Linked DNA regions of Sus scrofa: region 2 is linked to region 1. A link is a contact called in public HiChIP or PLAC-seq data. All regions are on one chromosome and are shown on one strand. The core of a region is the stretch at or near the end of the contact, and the rest is flanking DNA. Distances in the headings are between cores, read along the strand shown. Region 1 overlaps LOC110256217 (a long non-coding RNA gene). Region 2 overlaps DAB2IP (disabled homolog 2-interacting protein).

What was found. HiChIP or PLAC-seq counts read pairs in DNA pulled down with a chosen protein or histone mark.
Region 2: an H3K27ac HiChIP or PLAC-seq map of skeletal muscle shows a contact between it and region 1. The contact joins two enhancer-like sites. A contact is called at or near these places in 1 of 47 Hi-C or Micro-C datasets (embryonic fibroblasts) and 1 of 2 datasets of contacts at active chromatin or transcription factors (skeletal muscle).

What each region holds. Positions count from the first base shown.
Region 1 is chr1:261,660,595-261,667,606 of Sscrofa11.1, forward strand. It overlaps LOC110256217 (a long non-coding RNA gene), which reads left to right. Exons shown (of 3, transcript XR_002337474.1): 2 at 1,910-3,667; 3 at 3,804-7,012. Among named protein-coding and RNA genes, the nearest start is that of DAB2IP, 68 kb to the right of the region's middle. Within about 2 kb of position 3,922, at least 15 of the 83 cell types and tissues checked have an H3K27ac peak or open chromatin away from gene starts, as enhancers often do. A contact at or near this core is called in skeletal muscle, where this site is marked.
Region 2 is chr1:261,816,903-261,823,914 of Sscrofa11.1, forward strand. All of the region lies in intron 3 of DAB2IP (disabled homolog 2-interacting protein), which reads left to right. Among named protein-coding and RNA genes, the nearest start is that of DAB2IP, 88 kb to the left of the region's middle. Within about 2 kb of position 3,844, at least 31 of the 83 cell types and tissues checked have an H3K27ac peak or open chromatin away from gene starts, as enhancers often do. A contact at or near this core is called in skeletal muscle, where this site is marked.

The DNA.
Region 1 (7,012 bases), core at 2,672-5,171:
GGCCCTCTGGCTGCCTCCACCGTGTGTGAGGGAGAGGAGGAGGAGGGCAGAAGGGTGGATGAGGGACTGAGGGGCAACTGGGGGACAGCAGGTTTGAGGGCTCGGTAGGGAGAGGGCCCTGTTGGCCTCAGAGAGGAGGGCTAGCTGAGGTCGGGGCCTTGCCGGGTCCCCAAAATTGTGGGCCAAGAAAACCATTCTTCTCCCTCTGGACCCCTGCACTCCCACCCCCAGCCAGGCCTGGCTGCCAGGCACAGACTCAAGGCCAAACTCCCTCCCTCCTGCCGGCCTCGGCTCTTTCCAGGGAGAGGGGCCCTTTGCCACAGTTTGGAGCTGAACCCCTCAGGGGAGTTTGGCACGGCCCTGCCTGCAGGCCTGGCATCTTTGGGCAGGTGGGTGGCCAGTGGACACACGTTGAGTGACCCCCCCCCATCACGTGCCAGGCTCTGTAGCAGGGTCAGGGGTGCAGGAATAAAGAACTCAAACCCAAGAAACAGTTTGTGTTTGGTGAATGGAGGGAGGCAAGAATGAGAGGGAGGGGGAGAGGGAGACGGAGGCCCTGGCTGTGGAAGAGCTCCCAGCCTCCAATGGGGGACAGACAAATGGTACAGAGGAGGCTGCATTTGGAGTGAAGAGTCCTCAGGGGAGGTGGGGCAGACAGTCTGGGCTTGTGTGACAGACCTGCCTGTCTCTAGATGTGTCCACCTGGAGCTTGGCCCAGGGACACTTGGATGCTACCCACGGAGGGCCCAGATCCTTGCCTGGGGACCAGCCCATAGCCAGGCAAGGCTCCATATCCCTCGGGGCTCCATCTCCCCACCTGGAACCCGGTGGCATCTTGTGAGCCCACAGCCCCAACCTGCTGTCCTCTGGGTTTGCAAGTGACAGCCTAGGGGCTGGGTGAGCCTGGGGCCCTGGAAATGGAGGCTGATGGTGCTCTCACTGAAGGGCCACCCACAGCCAGCTCCCTCTCTTCACCTGTGGCTGGTCTTGACCTGAAGCTGGTCAGGAAGGGAGATGCCTGGGATCTGAGATGAAGAGGCAAAGGGACAAGAAAGGAGCAGGCAGGACTGGAGGGGAGCCCAGGCTGCCCTTGGCAGTGGTCCCAGGTCCAGCCAAGAGATGTCTAGCCTCAGCCTTGGAGTGCCAAAGCTGAAGGGGTCATTCTGCCAGGGCAGTAAGGGCAAACTGTGGCCTCAGAGTCACTTCCTTTCTGAGCACAGGTCCTACCTTTATTTATCTAACAAATACTATTTTCACATCCCAGACTAAGTTTGGGGGTTGGAGAGACAAGTCAGACCTTGTCTCTGCCTTTGTGACATTCCCAGGCTGGTCTGGGAGTGAGGTAAGCCCTCTGATGGGGAAGGCCAAGGCCCTGTGGAACCTCTAATGCCAGGTATGGAACCCAGGAAGGCTTCCTGGAGGAGGCGACTACTCCACTGAAGAAGCAGATTGCTCTCTCTTATGTGAAATGATTTCTTCACTTGGCTTCCAGGATAGGCCGCTCTTCTGATTTTTTCCCATCTATTTCTCATTCTCTTTTTTCTGGTTCTTTCTCTTGGACCCCTCCCTCTCCCTGTTACCCACAAGGTCCCTTCACTAAGGTTGGCCTCTTGTGCCTCCCTCCATGATCCGACGCTTCTGCCCTCACCCTCTCACTCTGTAGGCTCCAGCCATACTCATCTGATCTTCCTCACACTCACCAAACTAGTTATCACCCCAGGGCCTTTGCACATGCTGTTCCCTTTGCCTGGAATGCTCTTCCTCTTGCTCTTCACTGAGCTAATTCCTTCTCCTCCTCCTCTCAGGCGCCACAGAAAGCCACTCCCTCAGAGGAGCCTACTTTAGATCATGCTCCCCCAGGCCATCAAATTAGATTCCCCCTCTCCTAGTCTCTCTTTTCCTTTTATAGGACCTGTTGCTGGTTGCGCCACTCGAGGTCATCTGTGCATGTGTTTAACCTCCGCACCCCGCACTGTTCTCTAAGCTCCCTGGCAGCTGTTATCCCCAGGGCGTAGCTCTCTGCCTGGCCTGTAGTAAGTGTCCAAGAAATCCTTGCGAATCGTGAAGTGAACAATTCGGTTGGTCCAGCCAAGGATGTGAGGAAAGGCCCTTCCAGGAGGGGAGAAAAAGCGCGTGCAAAAGCACAGCAGCAGGAAAAACTGCGGAGGGTTTTCTGACGCTGCCAGGGAGGGTGATGCTTCTGGTCAGGGGTTGGTGAGCTGAGCTCCTTAGGGGGCTCCAAAGCCTCAGTGGGGACAGGGCTGGGAGAAGCACAGCTGTGGGGGGGGGGCTCTGGGCCCCTTCCCCACTTTAAGCAGAGCAAGACTCCCTTCCACCGGTTGCATAGCCTGAGCTGATTCCATTTACCAGATGCTCAGGGGCTGGAAGGAGTTTGGCCAGGTCCCCAGCCGCTGACACTTATGTTCTGGAGGCCTCAGCCACATTCAGGGCATCTTAGCAGACAGGGCTGAGCAGTGCCCCTTAGTGGCGGGGGGAGGGGGTTCCTACAAGCCAGGCCGGTGAGGGCTCAGACCACAGCTGGGGGAGGGGCAAACACAGGGACAGCCATCAGGGGCAGAAAGGCAAGGAGGAGGGAGTTTGGAGACTGTGCCCTAACCCTAGCAGAGTTCTTCCTGAAGGGGCCTCAGTTTTCCTCTGTATAGATTGGGGTGAAGGCCAGACAAGATCTGACTGTGCCCTTCAGAGCTGCTTGGAAAGTCCAGCCCGGAGAAGCACCTCCTTCCTGTGTGCCTGCGATTGTGAGGAAGGGGACAAGAGGATCCCCCGTCCCTGACCTGACTCCCACTCAAGACTGTGAGATCCTAGAAGGCAGGGGCTCTGTCTTATTTGCTGCCACATCTCCAGGTCCTGCCAGCCTCTGGCCCTGAGAAGAGACTCAATACACATTCACTGGATGAATGAATGAGTGAATGAGTGCATGGCGAGTGGCACCAGCCAGATCCTGCCCTTAACTTGCCCTGAGCCCTCGGGCAACCTTCTCCCCTCTGGGCTTCTATTTCCTTAGCTGTCCGCTGAGGCCCCTGCACTCCACACTCCCGAATGTTCCAGCTCTGGCCATCTAAGATTCTAAATCCGACTCAGCACTTGGCACCCTTTTCCCTCTCTGCGGCCTGAGCCTCATCCGGGCTCCCTCTGCCATCCAGCGGCCTGGACCACATCCCCACTCCTCACTCAGACTCAGCTTCTTTGTCCAATAAATGGGCAGACTCAGCCCTGCCTTGCCTGCAGGGGTCGGCTGGGGTCTCGGAGGAACGATGCGATGAAACCATGGGAGGCTGGACACCTGTTGGGGGGAGTTCATGATTCGTAGACGAGGGAGCTGGGCCAGGATAAAAGCTCTGGAAGGGGCTGGTTGCTTTGGAAATTCTGGGAGCGGCACAGGCAGCTCAGAACCTTCAGTTTCTTGATAAGCAGCAAGGGACATTGGCTCCAGCTGGGGGCCCTGTAGGGAGGCAGATGGAGGTGATTTTGTAAACTTCCAGGTGCTGCAGGTATAACAACTAGTGGTATTTATTGAGTCCCTTCTGCAGGCCAGGCCCTGGGCAAGGTCCTTCATGTTCATTGCCTACTTGAATCTTCACAACAAACCTGGTAGGCTGCTGTCATGGCTCCATTTTCCAGATGAGGAAACTGAGGCTCCAGGAAGGTAAGTGACATCGAGACCTTCCGGCGAGGTCAGTGATTTAACCCAGGTGGCTACCGAGCCCAGGGGCTTGGTTTGGTTGCACCTTCTGAGAGCCAGCCATGTGCCAAAGCTGCCACCTAAAATTCTGTCTCCCTAGGAGCATTTGTTGGAACCGTTCAGAGGCCGAACTCGATGGGGCAGGAGGCACCGCTGAGCTTGTCAGCTCACCTGGGGACAGCGAGTGCAGAAGCTGCTGTAACAGGAGGGTCAGTCTAAAGAGAGGGCTATTTTGGGCTGGAAGTTGTCAGCGGGCCTGATGTCACCACGCCCTGGCCCTTCCCTCGTGAGAGGGGGAATTTGAAGATGTCATAAGCGGTTTGCCTCCGCTGGTTGCAAGTGGAAAATAACCATAAAACAGCAGCTATGTGGCCAGCCACGTGCTTTACATGCATCATCTGGCTTCCCCTTTCCCCCACCCGGTGAGGCGGCTGTTCTCATCCTCCTGTTTGAGATGAGGAAACAAGTTCAGAGAGGCTGAGTGACTTACCCAAAGTCACACAGTGAATGAATGGCAGAGCCGAGAATCCTGTCGGTTTGCCTCACCCCAGAGCCCATGCTTTGAACCAGTGGCCCCCAGGCCCTTTGCTGTGTGTCCGTGTGGCTGGATCAGGGAGGATGGATGCTGTTCAAGCCTGCTGTACCTCTCAAGAACAAGAGCCTGTGACCTCGTCCTGGCCCTGCCACTTGGCTAACTCAACAGCAAACCTCAGTTTCTCTGCCTGTGAAACCGAGCTAATGACAGCAGCCTTGCCTACCTGGGAGGGGGAAGGGAGGCTAAATCCAGATTCTTTCCATGTTGCTCTAGGGCCCTGCCTGGACCAGCTGGCTGGGCCTCAGGGGACAGAAGGAACAGGAGAAGCCACACCCTCAACCCGAGGTCCTTTCACAGGTGAGGGAATTGGGCCAGAGAGGCAGAGCGGGGACCCCACTTACTGAGCTCTTACTACATGCCCGGCCTTGTGTTAAGTGTTCCCCGTGGAGTCACTGGCTCCTCCCAGAGGCAGGAACAGCCCCACTGCTCAGATGAGACAATTGAGACTTAGAAGGGCCCAAGGCTTAGAAGGGCACCTAGTGGGGTGCCCATGATTCAAACCCAGGACTCCCAGACTTCTGCCCACCACTCTGGGCTTCCCCTGGGTATCCTGGCCGCCAGTCCACAATCCTTCCTGCTGACTGGCCTCGCCGGTCCCTCTGACCTCCCCAGCTGGGCCAGTGGACCAGTGGTGGAGCCCCACTTCTTGCCCCATGGGACTCTGGGAAGAGGCGAAATCAGGAAAAAGAGTCAATAAAGAACAATGAGGCCGGACAGGGAGGGGCTTAAGTCGCTGATGCTCCCAAGCCTGAGCAGCTGGCTGCACAAGGCCAGGGGGTGAGGCCTGGGGATGGGGGCAGGGCAGTCCCTGTGGCTGGAAATGGGCCAGGCAGAGCTGGAGAGGGCTCCGGGGGAGGAGTGAGTGTCCCCTAAAGAGAGGGGCTTTTGGTGGGAGCAGGAGGGAGCAGCTGACACAGGAGTTCCTGGTGTTTAGGAAGCAAAGACACTTTGCCCCATCCTTATGCCCAGGCCTGGGCTTGCATCCTGCTGCACCTCCCCACTGGGATCCGGAGCATGTGACTCTCTGAGCCCCGACTTCCTCATTAGAGGAGTGGGGACCGCAGTAGTGGCCTCCTAGATCATTCCTTCTCATATTGGTCTGGAGGGTGGCTGCCCACAGGACCGAGTAGCAAATCTTTGCTGAATGGCTTAATAGTGGGGCCAGGTTCCCGGCAGCTTTCCTACTACCTGATGTATTTCCTGGCACAAGTGAATCCCCATTTTATAGATGAAGAAACTGAGGCCCAAGAAGGTGAGGTCACTAGTCTGAGCCTTAGTCCTATGATGATGGGGCCTAAATTACACCCAGGCTCCTGGACTGCTGGTGTGCCTCCCCCGCAACCCCCACCTTATACCAAGAAGGCCAGTGGGCCCTTCTCATGGGGCCCAGCACCATCTCACTGGCTGGCCTCCCTGAGCTGATTGCTGGGTGCTTGAGTCCAGTCCTTTGTTCTCACTGGCCAGCCCATTCCTTCCTCTGGAAATTAGAGTTATGCCCCTCCCAGCTGGGGTTCCCCCCAAGAGACACCTCAGAAGCCTGGGCAGACTGGAGAAAATAGAAAATGACCCCAAGAGTGAGGAGGCCCAAGGGAGAGGGGACTTGGGGGTCTTCCTGTCCATCCCTCATTAGAGGAGGGGAAGATAGGCCCTGAGAGAGGAGTAAGCAGAACCATTCAAGGTCCATTCTGCGTCCTGAGTGGTCCTGAGCTCTGCCCTGACTCTCCAACCTCCCAGCCTCCCTCTGAGGCCATGGCCCACCTTGGACGCCTAGGCAGCTGCCTCACTCCCACCTGGAGACCCCGTCTCCACCAGTCCCCCAAACTCATCCTCCATGTGCAGCCAAAGGGCCACTCACAGGCATCTTAAGGTCCCCCAGGGTGCCCCCTTGCAGCAGGAGAGAGTCTGAACTCATTGCCACAGCATCAAGGTCATCCACCATCTGACCCCTGGCTGACACCTCCGTCCTTGGCTCCAGCACGCCCTTTGGTCCACTCCACTCCATTGTGATCCATTAATCTCTGCCTTGGATGTGCCCCCCTCCCTCCCTTCTCTCACCTCTGCACTTGCTATTCGCCCTGCCTGGACCACTTCCCCATCTCAGCTCCCCCCGCTGCTCCTCTCCCAACCTGGCCACTCCTGTTCATCCTGAGGTCTCAGCTTGGGTGTCACCTCCTCCAGGAAGCCTTCCCTGACTACCTCCTTTGAGCTCCCAGGCACCCTGGGTCTCCTGCTATCCTGCCACATGCCGGTGGATCCAGTGCATTGTCTTCCTTGCTGGTCTTCACCTTGGGGCTGAGAGCTGCTCTATGCACCAGACTGAACAGGTGGAGGCTGAGGGAGTGGGGTGAGGTGAGGTCAGGGTGACCTGGTTGCTGGTCTGCGTGGCAGGCAGGCCAGTGTCCACACTGAGAGAGGGATGTGGGTGGAAGAGCAGATTCTGGGCTGGAAGGGGATTGATATTCTGGACTTGCTGTGTCCGAAGGGCCAACAGGGCCATCCAGGGGTTTTCTGTTGAAGAGTCTGGGATGGTCCTTCCAGATGTGACCTCCAGAGAGGCCCCGATTGCAGAGTGGAGGATGGGAGTGTCTGAGGCCTTCCCCGCCAGTATCACTCCCTTTCCTAGGCTTTTTGAAACCTTCATGCACCTCCCCCGCCAAGGCCACCTCCCCCAGGAAGCCAGCCCTGATCAGCCAGGCTGAGGCTGCTCTGTTCTC
Region 2 (7,012 bases), core at 2,594-5,093, 160 kb after region 1:
ACGACTTCAGAGCAGCCTTTAGGTGTGAGTCTGGAGCTCAGAGGAGGGCGGGGCCAGAGGTGGAACCTCGGAGTCTTGAGCACAGCGGGGCTGTTTAAAGCGAAGGTATGGATGAGTTCGCGGAACGAGGGTGCGCCCACATCAGAGCCTGAGAAACTCCAACACTTGAAGCAAAGGCAGGAAAGTACCAGGACGAAGACAGCGGCCCGGGAGGCCGGAGGTTCGTCAGGAGTGTGCTGCCTGGTTTTCAGGGAGGGAGCTGGCTGGCTGTGGAGTCTGGGGGGACGGGCGCCGTGGTGGGCTTTGGCCACATGCAGACCATGGGGCACTTCAGGAGAAGCACTGGGGGCCAGGCCAGGTGTGTTGAATAGACGGGAGGTGAGTGAAGAGGAGGCCGCAGGAGAGCAGGCCTCGGGGAAACGGATGTGTCAGGGGAAGGGCTCAGACAGCTTCGTGTAGGGGTCTGGGGTTACCAACGGCCTCCTCCTAGGGCCTGCCTCAGGACCCCCTCCCAGCAGAATCTGACTGCTGGGTGGCATCCCCCCACCCCCGCCCCCGACCTTTAACAGCCCTCTGGAGGGCTTGCTGGCCGCCCTGAAGTATCTCACTTTTTTTGCTCATACCCACTTCTGCCCCATCTCTCTCTGGGTCCAGGGCTCCCGAAGAACACCGTGGACCTGGCTCTCCTTGGAGGGCCCTTCCACCTTCCCCAGAGCAGAGCTAGACTTTGTTGGCACTAGTGGTTTTGCTCTGAAATGCTCCTTCGCGTGTTTGGCTTCCAGAGAAGTTTGAAGTCTTTTTCAGGATATTTTGGTGGATGGGACCTTGACCCTGCAAGTGTTTGGCTTGTGCAGAGTGCAGTGTAGGGTTGGAGACAACCTAAGATCCGATGGTCCCCAGGTTCTGAGTGTGTGTTGAATGAATGACACCCACATTTTTGAGTCTTTGGGTTCCCAGATTGTTGGTGTTTTTTGTTTTCGTTTTTGTTTTGCCTTTTTCCGCTTCCCACAGCACATGGAGGTTCCCAGGCTAGGGGTCTAATCAGAGCTGTAGCTGCCTACGCCAGAGCCACAGCAATTCGGGATCCGAGCCACATCTGCAACCTACACCACAGCTCACAGCAACGTCGGATCCTTAACCCACTGAGCAAGGCCAGGGATTGAACCCGCAACCTCATGGTTCCTAGTGGGATTCATTAACCACTTCGCCATGATGGGAACTCCTCCCAGGTTGTTTTGTCAAATGCTTTCTCTGCACCTGGTGAAGCAGTGTTTTTACATCTGTTACTGCTGAGAATAGTGTTTCCCCACTTTACACATGAAGAAACTGAGGCTCAGAAAAGTGAAAAGTCTTGCGTAAAGTCCCACAGTTGCTAAATACACAATCAAATTGCCACTCAGTCCTGCAGACCTCCAAGTCCTTACTGATGGATTAACCCTGTGGGTAAGGAGGTAATGGTGGCTGTCAGGCGCTGGGTTGCCCAAGGCCCCTCCCTTTCCCCCTCCCCACTCCACTCTCCCCAAGCATAGACACCAGTTGCTTTTGGCTCCAGGAAGATAAACAGGGGCAGACCTTGAACTTAACTGATTCGAGCTTTAAGGGCTCTCAGGGCCAAGGAAGCCCCCACCTTCTGGGAGGCTGTTTGCGTCGCAGGTGTGGGGTGGTTTTGTGGCTGCTGAGCTCTGCACTGGAGAGTGAGCTCAGCTGCAGCATTTCCTATGGGAGACACCTGAGGAGGAGAGGGCCCGCCTCTCACTGGGGAGTGGGGAGACTGAGGTCCAGGGTGGGTAGGTGGCGGGGGGGGGGGGGGTGAGTGGCTGGGTTCTACCTGGAGAGGTGATGCCTTTGGCTGCTTTGCACCCTGGCTCCTTCTCCCTACTCAGGGGATCCCAATTAGCCTGAGGGTGGGGCGGGGCAGAGCCAGGCTGTTTTCAGGCTGTCCGGTCTTCTGTAGGCTGTGGCCTTAGCATCTGGATGCTTCAGGAGGATGTGGGCAACTGGGACATGCTAGAGAGGGTGGTCTTGCCTGGTATTCACTGAGGGTCCCAATTGGACCCCTTCTTTATGGAAATAAACGGAGGTTCAGAGAAAGAAGTGACTTGCCCAGGGTCACTACACAGAAAGCTAGTTTCCAGCTTTGTGTCTCCCAGCGAGTCCTGGAGCAGCCTCCTTCAACCTGGCTCAGCAGGCTGGTCTTTATTAAGTGCTCATGGGAGCCAGGCTTTGGGCTGTAACTCGTTACCTCCTCACAGTAACCCTTGAAGGCTTAGTACTATTATTATTGCGGAGGAAGAAACTTTCCCAGAGAGGTGAATCAACTGTCCAAGAACACAAGGTTGCAAAAGGCACGGCCCTAGATTTGGACAGTCTGGCTTCAGAGCCCATGTTCTGGATCACCAGGCTTTGTGGCTTCGAACTTATTTGACTGCCAGCCTCCATAGAAACAGACTGAGGGGGGGAGTTCCCGGTGTGGCTCGGTCGTTATACCTGACTGGTATCCATGAGGACGCGGGTGCTCTGTGGGTTAAGGATCCAGCGTTGCCATGAGCTCTGGTGTAGGTCTCAGACTTGGCTTGGATCTGGCGTTGCTGAGGCTGTGGCTTAGGCTGGCAGCAGCAACTCCAATTCAACCCCTAGCCTGGGAACCTCCATAAGCTGTAGGTGCGGCCCTAAAAAGACAAAAAGAAAAGAAACGGACTGAGGGTGGTAAATGCTTGAATGACCTGGCAGAGGCTCCAGCAGAGGTAGGCCCGAGGCTCCTGCCTGGCCTCGGCCTTTCCTATGAGATGGCTGTGCAGCACGTGCAGCCTGCCCACCTGCCTAGGTGGCCCACCTTTCTTGGAGGGCTTCGCCAGACCAGGTACTGAGGCCCAGGCCATCAAGTCTCTCCTCCTTTCCTCTCCCCTGGCCACTCCTGTTCTAGCAGCTTGCAGGCCCTACCCCCTGCCCAGTCTAGGGTCTCCAGGAGAGCCCCCATCTCTGCAGCTTGGCCTTTTCCATTCCTGTGGACCTCGGCCAGCTTGTCTGAGCCCTGCGCCTTGGAGGGACGGCTCCCTTGTCTAGCCTCTCCTCTGAGTACAGAGCCTGTTTGGGAAGCGATGGCGGCCTAGGTGTCGGGCTGCAGGCCCATTCGTCTCTCCTCCCTCTCCCTGCTTTTCCTGGCCTCGCGATTTCCAGTTTTCTCATCTGTAAGAAGGGGGAGGTAGAACTGACTTCACAGGGTTTGGAGGCCTAGGTCGAAAGCCCGGTGTTTGGGCATCTACAACATATGATTCCTCGTCCTCGCCCGCCTGTTTCCTTCTGAAGGAAAGATGCCGGACACGGAGTGCATGGGGCCTCCGCAGGGAGCTGGTGGGGGAGAGAGTCCCAGCTTTGGCCGAACTCACGTCGCCATGCCCTGGCTTTGCTGCAGACTTCGTGCAATCCTGGTTAAGTCGGCGGCCTCTGCCCACCACAGCTTCCTCTGCTGTGTGTCGGGGTCAGGGGATTGCCTGTCTCGTGGCGGGGCTGTGAGGAATAATGAGAGGGCATCACCACGCACTGAGAGCCTGGCACAGAGTGCTTAAGCACTGCCCTTCCTATTCTCAGTCTTGAGATGTCGCCTCTTGGTTTGGGATTTGGGGGGATTCTTCAGGTGCAATTTGGATTTTTACTTTTGCTCGTTTTGTCTAAACTCTTTCTGAGGAGCCCAAGGCCTCTAATCAGATCATAACTTTTGAGGGATTTGGGGTTTTTTGCTGTCTTGCTTCCTGTACTGAAAAAGGGAGCTGTGCCTTTAAGTCCCCAGCAGCCCCAAGTGGGACACTGGCCCTTTAAAAGCACATTACGGAGAGTTGGAACTTAGCCTTTGTTTAACTAGCCATGATTAGTCCCAGCGGACAGAGCTGCGGTGGTATGTCCAGGACCAGTGGGGAACAGCGGGCAGCGGGGTGGCTGGCCTGGGCCCTCAGTTTCCCAGGCCTGGTGAGCCTGTTGGCTGCGCTGAGGGATGGTGAGTGACCTGATGGTCTGAGCGGTGGTTGGAATGAGGGAGGCTGGGAAGGAGGGAAGGAGGGAGGCTGCCAGCCTCGGCCCCTGACCAGCCTCCAGGCTCCAGAGAGAGCTGCATGAGCTGGGTGGGAGCGGCCAGTCGGGGAGGGGTCTTCGCAGGTGTCCAGCCTTGGCAGGGACACGGCTGTTCCCCGGCGTTGAGTTCTGCCCCCTCCTCCGTGTACATCTCCCACTGCCCCGAATGTGGAAGCATTTAGGATCACCCCGCCAAAAAGCGAGATAGGCAAGTGTTGCTGTTTTTAGTTTTTAAAACGAGAGGAAATCCAGTGTCAGCAGCTCCTTTCCATGAACAGGCCCGGTGGCCCCTTTGGCTGCACTGAGAACCGGGAAACCAGGAGCTTGGCCTTTGGTCAGAGTCGCCCAGCCCAGGCTGCGCTGGGTGGGGCTGCGCGGGGTTTGGGGGCTGTCGTCTCTCCCCAGTCGGATTCTCTCCTTCTCCTTCTCCCTGCCTGTGCCTGTTCCACGACTGGCCGGTGTGCAGGCCGGCGGCCAGGAGGACTGGGAGGCCGTGTCTGGGCCTGGGTATGTTTTGCTCCAGCTTAGATGTTTGGAACAGTTGTCAGGAGCCAGGCCCCTGAGATGCGGCAGCCTCTGCTGGGGAAGTACCATCTCCTGAGAAGTTGGGGTTTGGCTTGTTCCACACTCTCTCTGGTGGAGGGGTTGTGACGGGCCCACCATGTGCCTTAGTCCTGGCCACCTTCACGACCACTGCTGGGGGGTGCAGACTCCCTACCAGCTGGGTGTCCATCACCGTTTTTGAGAAAGGGGAAATGATCTACCCAGGGTCACACAGGAGGTGACACAGTCTTAGTTCAGTACAGTTCTGGTGACCCCTGATTCGTCTAGGTTACCTGAAAGTTGGTGCATTTGATCACATGATTTCTGCGAGTTTGGGGAAAGCCTGAGGTGTTGACAGTAGTGAAGAGAGTTTGGAGTTGGAGCCCTGATGCCAGGCCTCTGGCCCTGCCCAGGTGCCTTGAACTGTGACCTTGGGAAAGCCGCTGACCTCTCTGGGCCTCCACTTCCTCGGGGGGTGGGGGGGTTGGGCAGAGTGGAGAACCTAGGGGCAAAGGGAGGGAGGTGTTGGTTCTGCCCAGGCAGTCGTCGTGGAGGCGGTGGTCTTTGATGGGTAAGGTGGACTTGCTGCTGGGGGTGTTCTCAGTGTAGGTGGGCAGCCCAGTGTCGCTGGATCCAGATGCGGCTGAGTAGGACCTGAGTGGCTGGGATGGGGAGCCCCTTGGAAACTGTATTTGAAGTGTATGCCATGACTGATTGGAGTCTCGTGAGCCAGTGGCAAATGACAGACAGGGCTAGCTTATCCCAGAGTCAGCCAGCTTGGGGTGGGGAAAGAGGGTGGGCTCTGGGAGTCTGGCACATTCTCTGGCCTTGGGAAGCCCTTCAAGGTCTCAGAGCCTGTTTGCTTAACTGTAGTTGGGCTGCTGGGCTGCAGGAGCAGCAGCCGTGTGGAGTCGCTGAACGTGGAGCCAGGGCCTGGCCAGTGCATTTCCCAGGTGTGCGGCTGTCGTGGGTGAGGCTGGGACTGGAGAGCCACGGATGACTTAGATGCAGCGCGGTCACTAGGAGCAGGAGGAGCTTGGCAGCCACACCCTGGTTTTCTTTGACAGGAATTTTTGCCTTTGCTGGTGGCCTGGGAGCCTGTGGCTTGTTGGCAGCCAGCTGTTCCTGCCATTTCCTGCAAGTTGCAATCTGGGAAACGGAGCTCTGATGCCCTGCTGGGACTCCCAGGCTCCAGGCTTTGGGGGGCTGGGGAGCTGGTCCCAAGGCCCCCAGGCTCAGCACTGGCATTACTGGAGGCGCTCAGTAACTGTATACTGTGGCACTTGATTAACTCAGACCAAGAGGAGGAGGCTATTAGCATAACAGACCTCCAGCAGGCTCTGGGAGGAGGTAAGGGCAGCCCATTTGTCATGTGAGAAAACTGAGGGGCAGGAGAGCCCAGGCCGAGGTCTCTGCTCCCTTGGCACAGTGCCCCTTCCCCCCATGTCTTTGCCTCTTGTCTCCCTAAGTCTAAATGGTGTCGGGACAGGATATGACCATTGCTGCCAGAATCTAGGGTGCCAGCGTATATTCCCAGATGTGTCCATCTCTTCGAAGTGGGGGCTTTGAGGTGCCTCCTGGAAGCAGAAGTGCTACAGGGCAGGAAGGGCAGAGCCAGGGCTGATCCCAGGGCTCAACGTGTGTCAGGTTACACCTGTAGCACCAGGGGTGGGGTTGTCCCCATGTTATAGATGAGAAAACTGAGATGTGCTGGTTAATTAATTTGACCAGAGTCACAGAATTTTATATATGTGCTTGTTTTTAAGGGAAGAAGCTTCCCCGCATTAGACCAGTCACCAACCAGCATGGCACCAGGGTCTGGGGCTGTGTTGACAAGTGATTGGTCCTTGGTTGGGGCAGGAAGCTTAGTGCCCAGGGATGGGGGAAGGACAGCCCTCAGATCACCCTATCACCCTAACATGAATGGCTCTCACAGCACCAGTAGGCCACCTGGCACGACACACAGGTCTGGGGTGGAGGAGGTGAGAGAGAAGAAGCTGCTGCCTCTGCTCGCGCATTCTCTAGAGGGGTCAGCTTCACCTAGGAGGGCTTCTTGGAGGTGGAGAGCTGGGAGGAATTAGATAAGCCCGAGGGGAAGTTGCTTCCTTGGGGAGTGGAAGTCCTTGGTTTTCAGTTCATTCTGTTTTTTTTGAATTTCATCATCCTTCCCCACTTGGGTCCTGAGTCCCCAGGGCCTGAGGCAGCTGTTGGAGGTATTTATGGTCCCGGGTCGGGGTGGGGGAACCAGTCAGAAACCAGTCTCACACTGGGTGGTGTGATCTGTGGGACCAAGGGGGTGCCTGGGCGTGCTCACACGTGTGTGTGGAGGAGATGGGTACAGCCTGTGCTCATGGGAGGGACAGCACTGCCAGGGCCTTGAACCAGCCCCCTCTCCAGTCCTCTG